2 separate regions of the Sminthopsis crassicaudata genome follow, and region 2 is linked to region 1. Evidence: chromatin contacts called from public Hi-C data. All regions are on one chromosome and are shown on one strand. Each heading gives the region's core, a stretch centred on a gene start, on an enhancer-like site or on the middle of the called end of the contact. The rest is flanking DNA. Distances are from core to core; before and after follow the strand shown. Region 1 holds the start of LXN (latexin). Region 2 holds the start of LOC141561842.

What was found. A called contact is a pair of places that touch in the nucleus more often than the background predicts.
Region 2: a contact with region 1 is called in a Hi-C map of fibroblasts, with 4 times the contacts expected there. The contact joins the promoter of LOC141561842 here to the promoter of LXN in region 1. A contact is called at or near these places in 2 of 2 Hi-C or Micro-C datasets (fibroblasts and hippocampus).

The regions. Positions count from the first base shown.
Region 1 is chr3:16,362,715-16,366,327 of ASM4859323v1, forward strand. It overlaps LXN (latexin), which reads right to left and starts at 1,969. Exons shown (of 6, transcript XM_074298083.1): 1 at 1,715-1,969; 2 at 1,000-1,062. The coding sequence starts at 1,843. All of the region lies in intron 13 of GFM1 (G elongation factor mitochondrial 1), which reads left to right.
Region 2 is chr3:16,495,313-16,498,870 of ASM4859323v1, forward strand. It overlaps LOC141561842, which reads right to left and starts at 1,760. Exons shown (of 3, transcript XM_074301944.1): 1 at 1,717-1,760; 2 at 1,270-1,430; 3 at 1-704. The coding sequence starts at 1,760. The coding sequence ends at 52. MFSD1 (major facilitator superfamily domain containing 1) reads left to right here and starts at 2,495. Exons shown (of 16, transcript XM_074298084.1): 1 at 2,495-2,763; 2 at 3,163-3,215. The coding sequence starts at 2,577.

The DNA.
Region 1 (3,613 bases), core at 719-3,218:
ACATACACATATAATATGTATATATGCATTTATAATTTTATATTTATAATATTCATAATCCATCTTGCACTGGAACACCAAACATTTTAAATATGAATAGTAACCATTTGCAGAATCAGACATAAAAATCAAATCACCGTGAGTGCCCTCCCTCCCTTTAAACATTAGCAAAGTGAGGTGCTAATGGTACCGCAAGAAGGAAAATCAAACATTTAGATCTTTCCATCATCGTTTTTTTATTGGCCTCTGAAAGTATCATCGCTCATCCCTTACCAGAGGGCAGCAGCGGATAATCCTGTTTTAAAGGTGGTTGGTTGTCTAGCAACTCGGATGCCTTTTATTAGAATTCCTATCAGACCCTGTATCGCTGGCTCACATTTAACATCTCGTGCCAAAGGCAGAACTTCAATTCTGACTGCCTCCTATCAGTCTTTATCACGGCCATGGCCCAAACATCTGTTTCCTTGCCATAGTAATACATTTTTATCAAGCCTGTTTAACGTCTTGCCATCTTTGCTATTACTGACATATTTGTCCAACAGTATTTGGCCATTTTGTATCTCGTAGATAGCTGGAAGATTATTCCCCTCCCCCCTCTTTGCAGCCTCTTGTAAATCAGAACAGGAATGAGGAAAGCAATTGGAAAAAACACTGATTATGGAAAAAGCAAGTTCCTTCAAGGTACTTCCAGCCAAGCTGGACAGTTCTATTGTAGCCACAAGATGGGATTGACCATGGTCATGTGGTGCCTAAAATGGAAACCAGAGTGAAATTGATGGCTTGTTTTCTATATAACGCAGCAAAAATGCCCATTTCCCATGGGGCCTTTGCATTTGCCGACCACAAAGCTTCTCCGATATGGTTAATATTTCAGTGTTTAGGAGGCAAGGATTTCACCTTGGCTTTAAAAATAGTCCCCCGGAAAGGCAGCCTTATGTTCGGCTCAAAGATTATTTTAGCTGTTACAAGTAAATGACATTAAAACATGGAGTTACTTACTTTCTGGATGATTTCTTCCACAGAAAATTTCAGGTGGTACTTATGGCCACTTCCTGGAATGTCCTGAATGAGCAAGGTAGAGAAGGCCAGTCTTACTCTCCCGTTGGGGAAGGGAGAAATCCCTGCGGATTTGTCGGGGGGCCGGGACCCCAGGGAAAGGGGAAAGGGGTGTCAAATACCTATGTAAATACCCCTTAGGACAGCTCGGGGGCTTTGCGGCCGGAGAACAAAACGGACCCATCTCCGCGCCAGGCCGAGAGCGTTCCTTACAAGAAGGGCAGCCCGCAGCTTGATTTTTCACTTGATTAGCCAGGTCTTAGCCAAGCGGGGCTCTTCCACCCCCTGGCTGTGGCCCGCTAGCAGAGCTGGGTCTCCCAGGACCCTCCGCAGCCCAGCGGCGGGGCTCCGGGAGCCCATCCACTTTGGGGCCACTTGGGCGGCTCGGCCTCGGGGGCGTCAGCATTCCCACGGCCCGCCGCCGCAGGGTGCCCCTGGGTGCTGCCCACGTAGCCCGGGGCCGGACGTTCGGGCACGGCGGCCGCCCTCCTGCCATCTGAGTCGCAGCCGTGGGAATTCTGCGGAGAAGGGGGGCTGGGCGGGAGGGGGCTCGTGGGGGACCCCGGCCCGGCCGCCGCCCGCCCTCCACCTGCTGCTCCAATGAATTAACTGGCCGAGCCGGAGGCGCGGGGCCGCCCGGGCCGGGTGAGACACTCACCTCCAGGCTGGCCTGCGTGACGAAGTCCGCCAGGAACACCTTGTGCGGGGTCCCCTGCTGGTAGTTGATGCAGTTCTCGGCCACCGTGGCGGCCCGCGCGGCGGGGTAATGCTCCGGGGGGATCTCCATGGCCGGCGGGGGCAGCGGCTGCGGAGCGAGCGAGGGGAGACGTGTGGAGACTCGGAGAAGCGCCGAGCCTTTGGCTGCCGGGCGGCGGGGGCGGGGGCTTCGGACGGGGGGCGGGCCCGCCTTCCTCCTCCCCCTCCTTCCTGGTTCTCCTCCTACCCTCGGCTTTCTCTCCTTTCCCTCCTCCTCCTTCTCCTTCTTCCCTCCTCCTCCTCCTCCCGCCCCCTTCCCCTCCTCCGGGAGGCAGGAAGCTCGGGCCCGCGGCCGCCGCTCCCTCTGCCCTCGGGGCTCTCCTGCCCGGCCCGGTTTCCTGTGGCGCGGGGGCCTCCCGGAGGCCGGGGCTGGGCCCAGGGCGGGGGAGGGCGGGGCCCTGCCCTTTGCCTCCCAGCCCCGCTCTTCCCTCGCCACCTGTGCGGAGCCTTTGCGTCTTCCTCCCCCACCCCCCCTCCCAGAAAGCTGGCCCCCCAAGCGGGAGCTATCTGGCGGCAGTGGTTTGTGGGTTTCCGGGCCCGCGCCCTGGGGAGGGCGCTGACTTGGGGCTTGCAGCCCCTTCCCTGAGGATTTTTCTGAGATCTAGACTTGAGTAGCCCCACGGATGGGGGGAGGGGGGAGTCAGGTGGCTGCTAAGCAGGTGCAAGATTGGCTTCTGGGAGATTGGAACCTTGAAGAAAATTGGGTTTCGGAGGATCCCAGAATTTGAGAGTTAAAAGGGACTAAAAGTGGAGTCCAGCCACGGGCCAATTCCCCGGGACTGAGTCCCGTCTGACTAGTGTCCAGCCTCCGCCGGGACGGCCAAAGGTCGCCCCTTTCACTCCGAGCGGCACTGTGGTCGGCGTTTTCCTCCCATTCTTGTGCCTCTTTACTGGAACCAGTCTGCTCCCTCCCTCCCTCGGGATGCCTGAAGACAGCTGTCACGTCCCACAGTCTCCTCCTCTACCATTCAGGCCCTTCCTTCCCCAGGCTGGCTGCCCTCCCCTGGAGGACAGTGCCCTTAAATCGTGGCAGCCAGCACAGAAGGCCATCCTGCCGAGGAGAGCCAGCAAGAGCAGATTCCAGCCAAACCCTCACCGCCCTGCCCCCCGGACCCCTCCTCCCCGAGCTCCGGCGGGGGCCTCATCGTCACTCGGGTTCAGCCCGGACTCCGCTACCCCCCCCCCCATCATGTTCGGGACCATCATGTTCTCTAGCCAAGCTTTCTGCCTGTTGTGACTTTGAGCCAGTGCCACAACTGCCTGGAGCCTTTAGGAATTTTGAGTCACAGCTTCTTTTGTCCTCCCAGTTTGCAGATGATGATCTATCTGCAGATCTGGCATTCTCCCCCTCAGATCCGCAGGTACTCCAATGGCAGCTTCCCACCCAGATTAAAATGAGGTGCTTTGTCCAGTAATGGAGCTTTCTGGGGGTGGTGGATAGAACCCCACCCCCACCCCTTGGAGTCTGGAAGATCTGAGTTCAAATGATGCCTCAGACACTTATCGGTTCCTGGCTGTGTGACCTTGCATGATTGTCTTGGCCCCTCCCCCCAAAATAAATAAATGTTGGTGCTTTGGTGGAGCTCCGGATAAGCAATATCTCTAGAATTTCCCTGATAAAGCAGTTTGGGAAGGTCACTTACTAAAGGAAGTAAGGTCACTAGGCCAAGAGCTGGGCCTGAGGAACCAGAACCACCACTTTCTTTTTCTTAATGAGCCATCTAGAATTTTCTGAGGAATTGAAGCTAAGTCAGTGGCCTGGGATTTGTAAACTGGGCCAGGTGTGTCCTCCAGGCCTTCA
Region 2 (3,558 bases), core at 510-3,009, 130 kb after region 1:
TGGTCTTTTAAGAAGACTGTTGTCTCCAAATATGGGAACAGAAGGGAGAAATTAATAAAAGGCTTCCGTGGGGATGTCTGGGCCGGGTGGGACGAGAGTGACCTCCTCTGGCAAAACCACGTCGGTGCTGATCCTCCAACAAGAAAGGGCGAGGAAGCCCTGCTGCAGGGGATGCTCTGCGGGCTCGTCTCCAAGCCCGCGCCTCTGCATCAAGAACGTAAGTGACGGCTGTAACTCTCCTGGGCGTGGATGTCCCGGAGGTGCTGTCAGGCCCGGTACAACGCACAGCGTCCTAGAGATGGAGCCGTGAAAGGGTCGTGGAGGGCACCCGGTGCGGCTCCCACCTGCAGAACTGCCCCGACGTGCAGGGACTTGGGAGATCCCACAAGCGGTTCCCCCGGGACAGAAAACCGCGGAGAAGTCAGCCGGGGAGACGGCAGGGTGGGAGCCGCCCGGAGGGCCAAGATGCTTCCCGCCAAGAAAGCCGGAACCGGCTCTTTTCCAGCACCCGATCCAAACTTCTCCCTTCCAAGTTCCCGGTGGAGGCGCGAGACGCCGCCCGCCTAGTGGAGGGTGGAATTCGGCCAAGACCACCCGCGGCCTCTGCTTCCGCTCTTCTGCTTCGCTTGGAAAGTCCGTTCTTTCTCGTACGGTTCCACAAAAGCAGCAAAGCTCCTTTAGTGTGAAGGTCTCCACAGGAGTGTCTGAAACAGAAGAACATACAAAAAAGGGTCTCCTAAGAGCGGACCCTAATTCCGCGGGGCCTTTGCCTGGCGGGCGACCTTTGGGCCCCAAAGAAATTCTGATTTCCTGCGGCTCAGAGCTTTGAGCCTTCTAACTGTGGAAGAACACTAGCCCCAGTCCCTTATCCCACAGTCCTCCCCCTGGCGCTGTGGCCGGCGCTGCGGACGGCTGTCTGCACGGGAGGATCGCAGCCGCTGGGCTCAGTCTCTCGTCCGGATTCCCGTGGGACCACGAGGCCCCTGGCACTCCGGACGAGGCCCCTGGCACTCGGGAGGAGGCCCCTGGCACTCGGGAGGAGGCCCCTGGCACTCGGGAGGAGGCCCCTGGCACTCGGGACGAGGCCCCTGGCACTCGGGAGGAGGCCCCTGGCACTCGGGAGGAGGCCCCTGGCACTTGGGAGGAGGCTCCTGGCACTCCGGACGAGGCCCCTGGCACTCAGGACGAGGCCCCGCTCCTCAGTGTCGGCCCCCTCCCACAGTGGGGGAGCAGCCGGCCTGGGCCTTGGGACGCTGGGATCCCGACTACCGATCTGTGTCTGGAGCGCAGCCAGGCCGGAGACTGCCCGCGGGCTGAGGGAAGGGGAGAACATCCGCACCGCGGCCCGGACTCCTGGGAAGGGCCGACAGGTACCCGAAGCCCTCACCCAGCCGCTGCGCCGCGCGCCGCCAGCTTCTAAACAGCCGCCACTTAAAGCATGACGTCATGGAGGCAAGCCGGACTGGCCCCTAACTAGCCGAGCGGGCAGCGGCCGGGGAGTCAGAGAAGTCAGGCGGGCTGCGGCGCAGCTAACGGCCAAATGCGGATCCCGGTCCCGACCACTGTCCAGCCTCTGTCCGAGGCTGTGAGTCTGAGACAGAACCACTGGGTCACAAGGGCCCTCAGAGCATCTTAACAGCAGCGAATGGTGGAAATGGAGCCTCAGGGGAGCTAAATGCTCAGGAGGGCACGAGGCAGCATTTATTAAGCACCTACTGTGTGCCAGGCGCCTTCAGGAGACCTCCCTCCAGAGTCTGCATCCAGCGTTTTGATGCAAGTGTGATAAAGGATAGGAAGTGAGAGGGTGGCTCAGTCAGCAGGTGACCCCATGACCTGACTAGGAATCCAGAAAAGCCAAAGGTTATTCCTGCCTCCGCCACTAGCTGTGTGACCTCTGCCTCAGTTTTCTCTATCTCTGAAATGGGTATAACAGCAGCACCCATTTGTTGTGAGGGACAAATGCGCTTGCAGACATAGATTTTAGAATATTATCTCTTATATCAATCACTCATTATTCCTGTGGGGCGGAGACCTAGAAGAGAAGAGGCAGGCTTGGGTCTCCCACTCCAGCTAAGCCAAGTGAGGCCCCCCCCCCCCAGGGAAGGGGCGGGCCCTGACTTCCGGCCATTCTGGGACCCTCCTGCGGTCAATGTGTATCCCGCCCCCAGCTCCTCAGGGGCGACTCTTCCCTTTTATCCTCCGCTGGACTGAAAGCTCCCCGAGGGCAGGGGTCGTCTTTTCTCTTTTCGGGGTATCCCAGCACGTGGTAGGCGCTCAAAAATGTTTATTGATTTAAACTGGATAAAAATAAACAAATACATCCATTGAAAAAGTCAATCGATTTGTACAGAAGAGGAAACCGAGGCCCTGACACGTGACCTAGCAGCCAGCCAATGACCAAGCCGGGCAGCAGCGCCCCCGTGAGGCTGGGGCGGGGCGGCGAGGCTCCGCCTCCCGCCCACGTGGGACCCCTCCCCTCCTGACGCTCCGTTCACGTGAGAGATCTGGCCACGTGACCTGACCGCCGGAGCGAGAAGTCATGTGACTGGAGGAGACCCGAGGGCTGCCGCGGAACCATGGAGGAGGATGGTGATGGGGAGCGGGCTCTGCTGGCGCCGGAGCCGGAGCCGGAGATCTCGGAGGCCGGGCCCGGGGCCGAGCCTGGGGCCCGGGCCCGGGTGTCCCCGCTGGCCGCGCTCCGCGACCCGGCCCACCTGGCGCACCGGCTGCTGGCGCTGACGCTCATGTGCTTCTTGGGCTTCGGTGAGTGGTGGGTCCGGGGCCGCCGTCCTCCTGGGGACCCCCGACCCCGGGCGTCAGGCGGGGATGGGGGGGCTGGGGGGCTCGGACCCGGAAAGTGGGCGGGGCCGGTCTCGGGGTCCTCCCGCGGGGGGGGGGGAGGGGGGGAGCAGCCTCGGGGAGGGCGGGACCTGCCCAGGGGCGGGGGTCGGGGGTCAGGGCCAGATGTGTGGGTTCTTCTGCAGCTTTGGGGCCCCGCCTCTCGAGGGGCACACTCTGGAGCGAGGGGGCGGGGAGGAGCTGGGCACTGTCCGAGGCCTCCAGTCCGCCGCCCTTCGCTGTCAGAGGCACGCCCGAGGCACAGCCCCCCACAGCCCCGAGGCCCATGTTGGGGAGCTTTCAGCCCGCCCTTGTCCTTTGCAGGCAGCTACTTCTGCTACGACAACCCTGCGGCCCTGCAGACCCAGATCCAAGCGGTGAGTGCCCCCGCCCGGGGTCCTGGAGCCCCTGCCCGGCGCTCAGCCCACGCCCACCTGGGGGCCTGGTGCAGAGAGGAGGGAAGCCAGGACCATCCCCCACCTCCCCAGACCCCACGTCCTACCCTATGGACCTGCCAAATCCCCCCGCGTCTGCTTGTGCTTGCAAGATCCCCATTCAACTGACCTGAAGGGGGCCTGGGGCCTGGGGGGGGGGCAAGTCTCCCTCTGGGGGACCCAGGGAGCCAGGGTGGCAGTAACTGTGTGTGTGTGTGTGTGTGTGTGTGTGTGTGTGTGTGTGTCTGTGTGTGTGAGTGTGTGTGTGTGAGTGTGTGTGTGTGTG